2 separate regions of the Triticum aestivum genome follow, and region 2 is linked to region 1. A link is a contact called in public Hi-C data. All regions are on one chromosome and are shown on one strand. Each heading gives the region's core, a stretch centred on a gene start, on an enhancer-like site or on the middle of the called end of the contact. The rest is flanking DNA. Distances are from core to core; before and after follow the strand shown.

Region 1 (3,476 bases), core at 571-3,070:
TTTGCATATTAAAATTGTTCAATGTATACTAAAAATGTTCACCGTGTATTTGAAATTTGTTCAACGTATATTATACAAATGTTCAAGGTGTACTAAAAAAAAGATTCGACATATTTACACAATGTTCTATGTGTACTACCTCCGTCCCAAATTATAAGACGTTGCTTAATCCTAAAAAGAGAACTACTGTTGCTTGAAGCACACGGACATCCTATAAGGCTTTTACAATGCAAGATACTTAGAGATATAAATCAGTGTTTCTTTAGACACCGGTGCTTATTTGTAGAGAGTAGACGCTTAGTTAGACACCTTTTCTCTAGAAATAGACAGTGATACTTCTGAAAAACCTAATTTTTTAAGCACCTAGCATTGTACAAACTCTAGGAGCTCATAGTGAAGACGGCCATCTCATCCCAATGAATCAACAAGCCAAAATCCTATTCGGCGACCTGCATACAAGAAACCAGCCTCGGGCGCACCCCCTCCCCCGCGCGCCCTTTTGGGTGGCCCATGTGTGGGCTGGAACGTTCCCTTTTTGTTTCCTGTTTTTTTAATAATTTGGGATATCAAAAAGTTCTAAATTTTCAAAATTTACAAATTTTGACAAAAAAATCATGAATTCATAAAATGTTCGTGATTTCAAAATAAATGACCGGGAATATGTTCACGATTTAAGAGAATGTTCATGAATTTATAAAAATTGTTTCATGAATTTTAAAAAATGTTCATGATTTCAAAAAAAATTCTGCAAATTCAAATAATGTTCACGATTTAATAAAATTTTCATGAATTTTTTAAAAAAGGTTCATGATTTCAAAAAATATTCACAAATTCAAACAATGTTCATGATTTAAGAATGTTGAAGAGTTTGTAAAAAAATGTTCACAATTTTGAAAAATTGTTCATGAATTTTAACAATGTACACAATATCAAAAAAATGCTCATGATTTATGAGAATGTTCACGAATTTGTAAAAAGAATGTCATAAATTTTAAAAATGATAATTTTTTGGAAATGTGGTCATTAATTTAAAAAGTATTCATGGTTTAAAAAAAATGTTCATGAAGTTATAAATGTTCAGTTTTCCAGTTAATGTTCATGATTTCAAAAAATGTCCACAATTTAGCAGAATGTTCATGAATTTATAGAAAAAATGTTCATCATTTTATTTTATTTTCACAATTTCAAAAAATGTTCGGGCCAAAACCGGTTGGAATGAAATGCGTGCGGAAAAATAAATAAAAAATAAAATCCAAAGGGAGCGCCGGAAACATGACACGTAGCAGCAGCTTAGAGCACGCTAAGTGGCGCGCCCTCAGCCCACCCAAGTGAACCTTGGGGGCTCCCCAACGAGCGCTTCTCAGGTATTCCCTCCGTCTCAAAATCCTAAAACGTGACTTGATACATCTGTATTTAGGTAAATCTAAGGCAAAATTTTTGAGACGGAGGGCGCAGTTGCTCCCGTATTGCTCACCTCTTGTCCTAATGCATCAACAAGGACGGGCTCCCGTATTGCTCACCTCTTGCCCTGTTTTCCAGGTGAAGCCGTCCCAAAAGGACCATTAGTACTTAAAAACCTTCAGCGAAGACTCATCTATTTACCGCACACGGACGGCAAATAGGATTCGTCCTTGTGTCCAGCTGCCATGGAGCAAACGGTGTGACTTGCCTAAGAAAAAATGAGCAAACGGTGCGACTTGCCTAAGAAAAAAAGAGCAAACGGTGTGACTTCAAACGGCGACTTTAATCTTGGTCCCAACGTATCGCCCACAGCCCTCCACGTCTCCCGCACCAGCCTTTATTGCCAGCACCATCCCTATCCCCTCTCCAAACCCCACTTTGCATCCATCCCTATCGCCGTCTCTCCTCAACCCACGCCGCCCTCGCTTCCTCCCCTCCCCCGAGCCCCCTCACGCACGCACAACCTATGGCGGCCATGAAGGTGGTGCGGAACCTCGACCTGGAGCGGTACATGGGCCGGTGGTACGAGATCGCGTGCTTCCCGTCCCGGTTCCAGCCCAAGGACGGCGCCAACACGCGCGCCACCTACACGCTCGGCCCCGACGGCGCCGTCAAGGTGCTGAACGAGACCTGGACCGACGGCCGCCGGGGCCACATCGAGGGCACCGCCTTCCGCGCCAACCCCGCCAGCGACGAGGCCAAGCTCAAGGTCAGGTTCTACGTGCCCCCCTTCCTCCCCGTCTTCCCCGTCATCGGCGACTACTGGGTGCTCCACATCGACGACGCCTATCAGTACGCGCTCGTCGGCCAGCCCTCCAGGAACTACCTCTGGGTACGTAATTCGATTGAATTGCGGTGCTGGTGGTGGTAGATCGATAACCAATCTAATCTCTGCCATGATGTGGGTGTATCGGTGTGTGTAGATCTTGTGCAGGCAGCCGCAGATGGACGAGGGCATGTACAAGGAGCTGGTGGAGAGGGCCAAGGAGGAAGGGTACGACGTGAGCAAACTCCGGAAGACGCCGCACCCGGAGCCGACGCCGGAGAGCCAGGATGCCCCCAAGGACGGCGGCCTGTGGTGGATCAAATCTCTCTTTGGAAAGTAGTAGGTGCCGCTCGCTCGCAGAAGCAGAGATGCAGTAGCACCAGCTGGTCTGCCTTGTACAGTTCAATCTAGTATGTTCGTCGCTGCAGGGAATATGAATATGTTTTGCTTGTTTGTGTCGAACTGTAGTGAGTATATGATCTGCAGAATAATCTGTTTGTCGGGTGAGGTCTGGCCGTGTTCTTACCTAAGAATTATCAAGACTGTTGCTTGCTCGGATTCAGAATAGCGCATGCTTGCTTGCTCGGCTTCAGGCTGGGTGATGCTTTGGTGTGATGGATCCTGGTGTCTACTCTGTTTTGCCTGTAATGGCGTTGACAGGGCTGGAAGGTCTGTGGACGTCCAGAGTTTGTTTTCATGATGGTCGCGGACTGTGGTGTGTTTGTTGTCTTGGTTGTTGCACTTTGATGTAGTATAGCCGACAGCCCCGATGAACGTCCGCTTCTTTTTCGCATAGAGTACGACTAGGCGGGCCATAAGAGCATCTCCAGCAGCCGTGCTATGCGCCGCGCGCAAAAAACTTGTTTGCCGCGTGCGCTTTGGCTGGTTTAGCGCGGCCGCGAGCGCTGGCTCCAGCAGCCGCGCTATAATGCAGCACGCGCGTGACGCTCCAGCAGCGCGCAAAAATACAGCGCGCGCGACTTAGCTTCAAAATGAATTTGAAACAATTATCAAAATGCAATGAACATGTGAAATTTGTCACAAACATCTTCCAACCAAGTTCATGCCCACAAGTTCATACCCACAAGTTCATCCAACCAAGTTCAAAATGCAAAGTAAAGTTCAAGACATATAAATGAAAGACACATCAAACATCTTTCTCGTCTTCGTCCTCATCTTCCGAAGACGATTCTTCCGCCTCCGAAGATGAATCTTCCTCCCTATCCTCATCACGCATCGCATCACGTGA
Region 2 (3,476 bases), core at 477-2,976, 560 kb after region 1:
AAATTCAGAATAGACGGCTAGCATGGAGTAAAATGTTGATATACAAGAATAAAGTGCATCTTTCCGCCATTTGAAATTTAGCTATTTGTATTTATATTTAAATGCCATTTGTTTCTTTTTAGTGCTATGTAATCTTGTGTATATTTATATAAAAATACAGGCCTGGATATTCCAGAAAGACCTTCCTAGCAGTAGGTGCTTATGCCCGATCATTCTGATGGTATACATCAACTGCCAACTAACAGGTCCCAGCTTCTGCTGGGTTTCATTGAGAAGCAACCGAAAGAATTTTGTATATAAAAGAAACTTTCACTTTTAGATGCTCTTCAGAAACTTGAGTAACCATTCAACTTTGGTGGGCCTGCCTAGTCATTCACATAAACGAAAATAAACAACTGAACAAGTCTGTAGGCATTTTTTCTTACAAATAGTATGTAAGAAACAACAGAAATGTAGTATAACTAGAATATAACAGATGAAAACACACTGAATTTGCACTACAAGGATAGCCAGGAAATCCAAAGAGGCAAATATCACTATCCTCTTAAATAGCACCATTTGCACCTATGCTGACGGACCAATGAACACGCAAGCTAGCCCATCATTCCAGAAGTGACATCTTCAAGCAAGTGATCCATTTGGTCCGCGCACCACTGTGACGGGGCAGGTTGCATTGTTGACAACATAGTTGCTGACGCTTCCAAGGAGTGCCCTGCATCAAGGTCCAAGGAGATGTAGAAATATGAGAAAACTCTGATTAGCCATTTACTAGATCCTCATAGTTTACTCGACAAAAGTTTCAGATGTTCTACCTTTTTAAGGGCCCTAATCCCCTGCAACCAAGCACAACAGAGTCGACCTTGAGATCATCTACTGCCTCACAAAGTTTCTCCCTTGCATCACCCCAGTATATTTTTGCCAGTATTTCCACCTGATCCAACCAACATGGGATCGATCTCTAATTAGCAGCACATTTTCATTGCCTGAACTGGCCTTATGAATTCAACATAGATAATTGTATGGACAATTCAGTAGTTGATGTAGGCTATTACCTGCTTGGACTTGGACTCAGCCTGCAGGATCTCCAGCACCTCCTTGTCCGGGTTGACCCCGTACCGCGCCTGCACGTTCATCTCCATGAACTCCAGCAGAGGGATCAGAGCTTCAGTCGCAGGTAAAAACACAAACGATGGTGTCAGTTGCAATCATAGCGAAACAGAAAAGAGTCGAGTGTGCTACACAACAGAACAGAGGATTCAGTGTCTGGAGTCTGGACACATACGTGAACCGGTGCTCTTCCAGAGGCCCTTGTGGCTGGCGTCTGCTCCCTTGGGTAGGACGTGGATGAGGATGATGCGGTCGCCGGCCTTCACCAGGTTCTCGACCACCCACCTCGTCGCCGCCTTGCTGGACGGCGAGTAGTCCATCGCGAGGCCGATGGTGCGCTTCCCGGCCGCCATGTCTGCGAGAGTTTCTGGACGAAGGTGTTGAAGGAAGCTGTGAGCAAAGAGGAGGTGTTGGGAGAGGAGGCACTAACCAATGTGCAGCAGTGCTATTTCTGGGTTAAGGATTGTGCCCCAATCAGCGGTATTTAAGGTGGTTGGATTGGATGGTGTACAGCAAAATAGCCCCTGATGATCGCGAAGTTGCAGACTAGGTTGGCTTTTGGTTTTATTCGCCTTTTTGGGCAGAGGGGGGCGGGGTGGTGGCTTTATTCCTTGGAGCAAAACTGTTGCTCTGATGGATTCTTTCCTTTTTCTCACGGCTGTTGGGTCCTTGCCAGATGGGCAAAGCTATGATGGTAGATCGAGGTCCAGAAGGCTCTCCGGCTATCTGGAAAGCTCGGGAAGGGAACGGAACCGCTCCGTCCAAGTTTAGTAAAACTCCGGCTGGAAACAAATAATGTTTCCAACTGTAGTTTTCGGCCGTTTTAAATGTGGCGTAGAGGTTTTGGAGATTTTGGTGGCGTGGTTTGGAAATCTATGGGCTTTTTGCAAAAACCGGGGGCGGCCGGGCGGAGCATCGTGTTGTTTGGTTTTGTTATTTTCTGCACATGCGATGCAATAGGATATAAATATTATACTATGTTCCCGTGATTAATCTTTCCATATTAATTTGATTGTATAAATAAATGTTTATCAGATCCTGCCATTAATTTACCCATCTAAATAAATCTTAGGATTTTATTGGACAATCACTTTTTTTTAGCATCAGTACAGACACAAGCGCTCATATACACGCGCATACACTCACCCCTATGAGCACCTCCGAGAGACTGAGCCGGCATATCATCTTGAGAGTTACGAAGTCACCGTAGGCGCCTCGTCGTCGACGGGAACGTCTCCTCCCACTGAAAGCGCATCGCCGGAAATCCTGAAATAAATCCAGGAATAATGCGAGCACCAGGATTTGAACCCTGGTGGGTTGGGGATACCACTATCCACCTAACCATCTCAACCGCAGGTTGGTTCGCTATTGGACAATCACTTATTTGGTAAGAACTTATTGGCTTATTAAAAAAAATAATATAAAAATGGTCAATAAAAGGTAAGACAGTTAAGATAACTTTCAAGTAAAACCGATGAAAAAAAACTAGAGATGAGAGGAGGAAAAATCAAAAGAAAGAGGGAGGAGGAAACATATGTAAGGTTGGACGAACAGTTCTGCAGAAGGAACCTTGTGCATTTTCTACGGAAATCTTATCTGGCTGACGTTGCGACGTTGCCCAATCTCCATCCGATGGATGGCAGCTTTCGCAATAAAAAAAGCCCCTTGAAAGAACTGCCACCCCTCACTTCTAAAGGCAATATTTTCTTGAGACAACAAAACGCAGTAAAAACTGCCACCTCCCCCGTTCGGTTGCCATGCTGGCCCCGGCGAACGTTCGCCAGGTATGCGCGTTCATTTTCTAAGTTTATAATAATAATAATAATGATGATGATGATGATGATGATGATAATAATAATAATATAGATATAGAGATGGAGATATAGTGATTAGGTATAGAGATAAAGACATAGATATAGAGATAAAGATATAGATTTAAATATAGAGATAGAAACTAGACTAGATAGATAGTGGTGCGCATTGTGGGAAAGCTCACTAGCTTGATTTACCCTTTTGAAGCGGGTATATGCTTGGGCCAAGTGGAAAGGGCAATAGCCAATGGACGAAGAAAGCTAAAAGAAGCCTGCTTGCAAAGATCAGTGTGTGTGATTGGGATTGACGATGCTTGTGTTGATATCTAGTTGATCTAGTCTAGTAATAACTCCATGTACCAGGTGAAATCCACGGGAAAACAGGTGCTCACTTTTTCTTTACTCAGACTACGGACCCAGATGTAGTTGAATGCCACCTGCACACCCAGATGAAGAACCTTTTGAATTCATGATCATGAGTTCCATAAGCGATAGGAATTAAGAAAGCGCATTAATCATTGAGCAAAAGCAACATAGCCCGAATGGTTAGGCCATATA

Evidence for each region. Hi-C and Micro-C count contacts between places; a contact is called where the count stands out from the background.
Region 2: a Hi-C map of leaf shows a contact between it and region 1, with 3 times the contacts expected there. The contact joins the promoter of LOC123138380 here to the promoter of LOC123134610 in region 1. A contact is called at or near these places in 2 of 5 Hi-C or Micro-C datasets (both in leaf).

Annotation. Positions count from the first base shown.
Region 1 is chr6B:628,069,079-628,072,554 of IWGSC CS RefSeq v2.1, forward strand. It overlaps LOC123134610 (temperature-induced lipocalin-1), which reads left to right and starts at 1,821. Exons shown (of 2, transcript XM_044553829.1): 1 at 1,821-2,293; 2 at 2,385-2,842. The coding sequence starts at 1,928. The coding sequence ends at 2,567.
Region 2 is chr6B:628,627,183-628,630,658 of IWGSC CS RefSeq v2.1, forward strand. It overlaps LOC123138380 (universal stress protein PHOS32), which reads right to left and starts at 1,727. Exons shown (of 5, transcript XM_044558347.1): 1 at 1,538-1,727; 2 at 1,283-1,462; 3 at 1,053-1,162; 4 at 813-931; 5 at 340-712. The coding sequence starts at 1,460. The coding sequence ends at 622. It overlaps LOC123138379 (putative D-cysteine desulfhydrase 1, mitochondrial), which reads left to right. Exons shown (of 10, transcript XM_044558345.1): 10 at 1-102.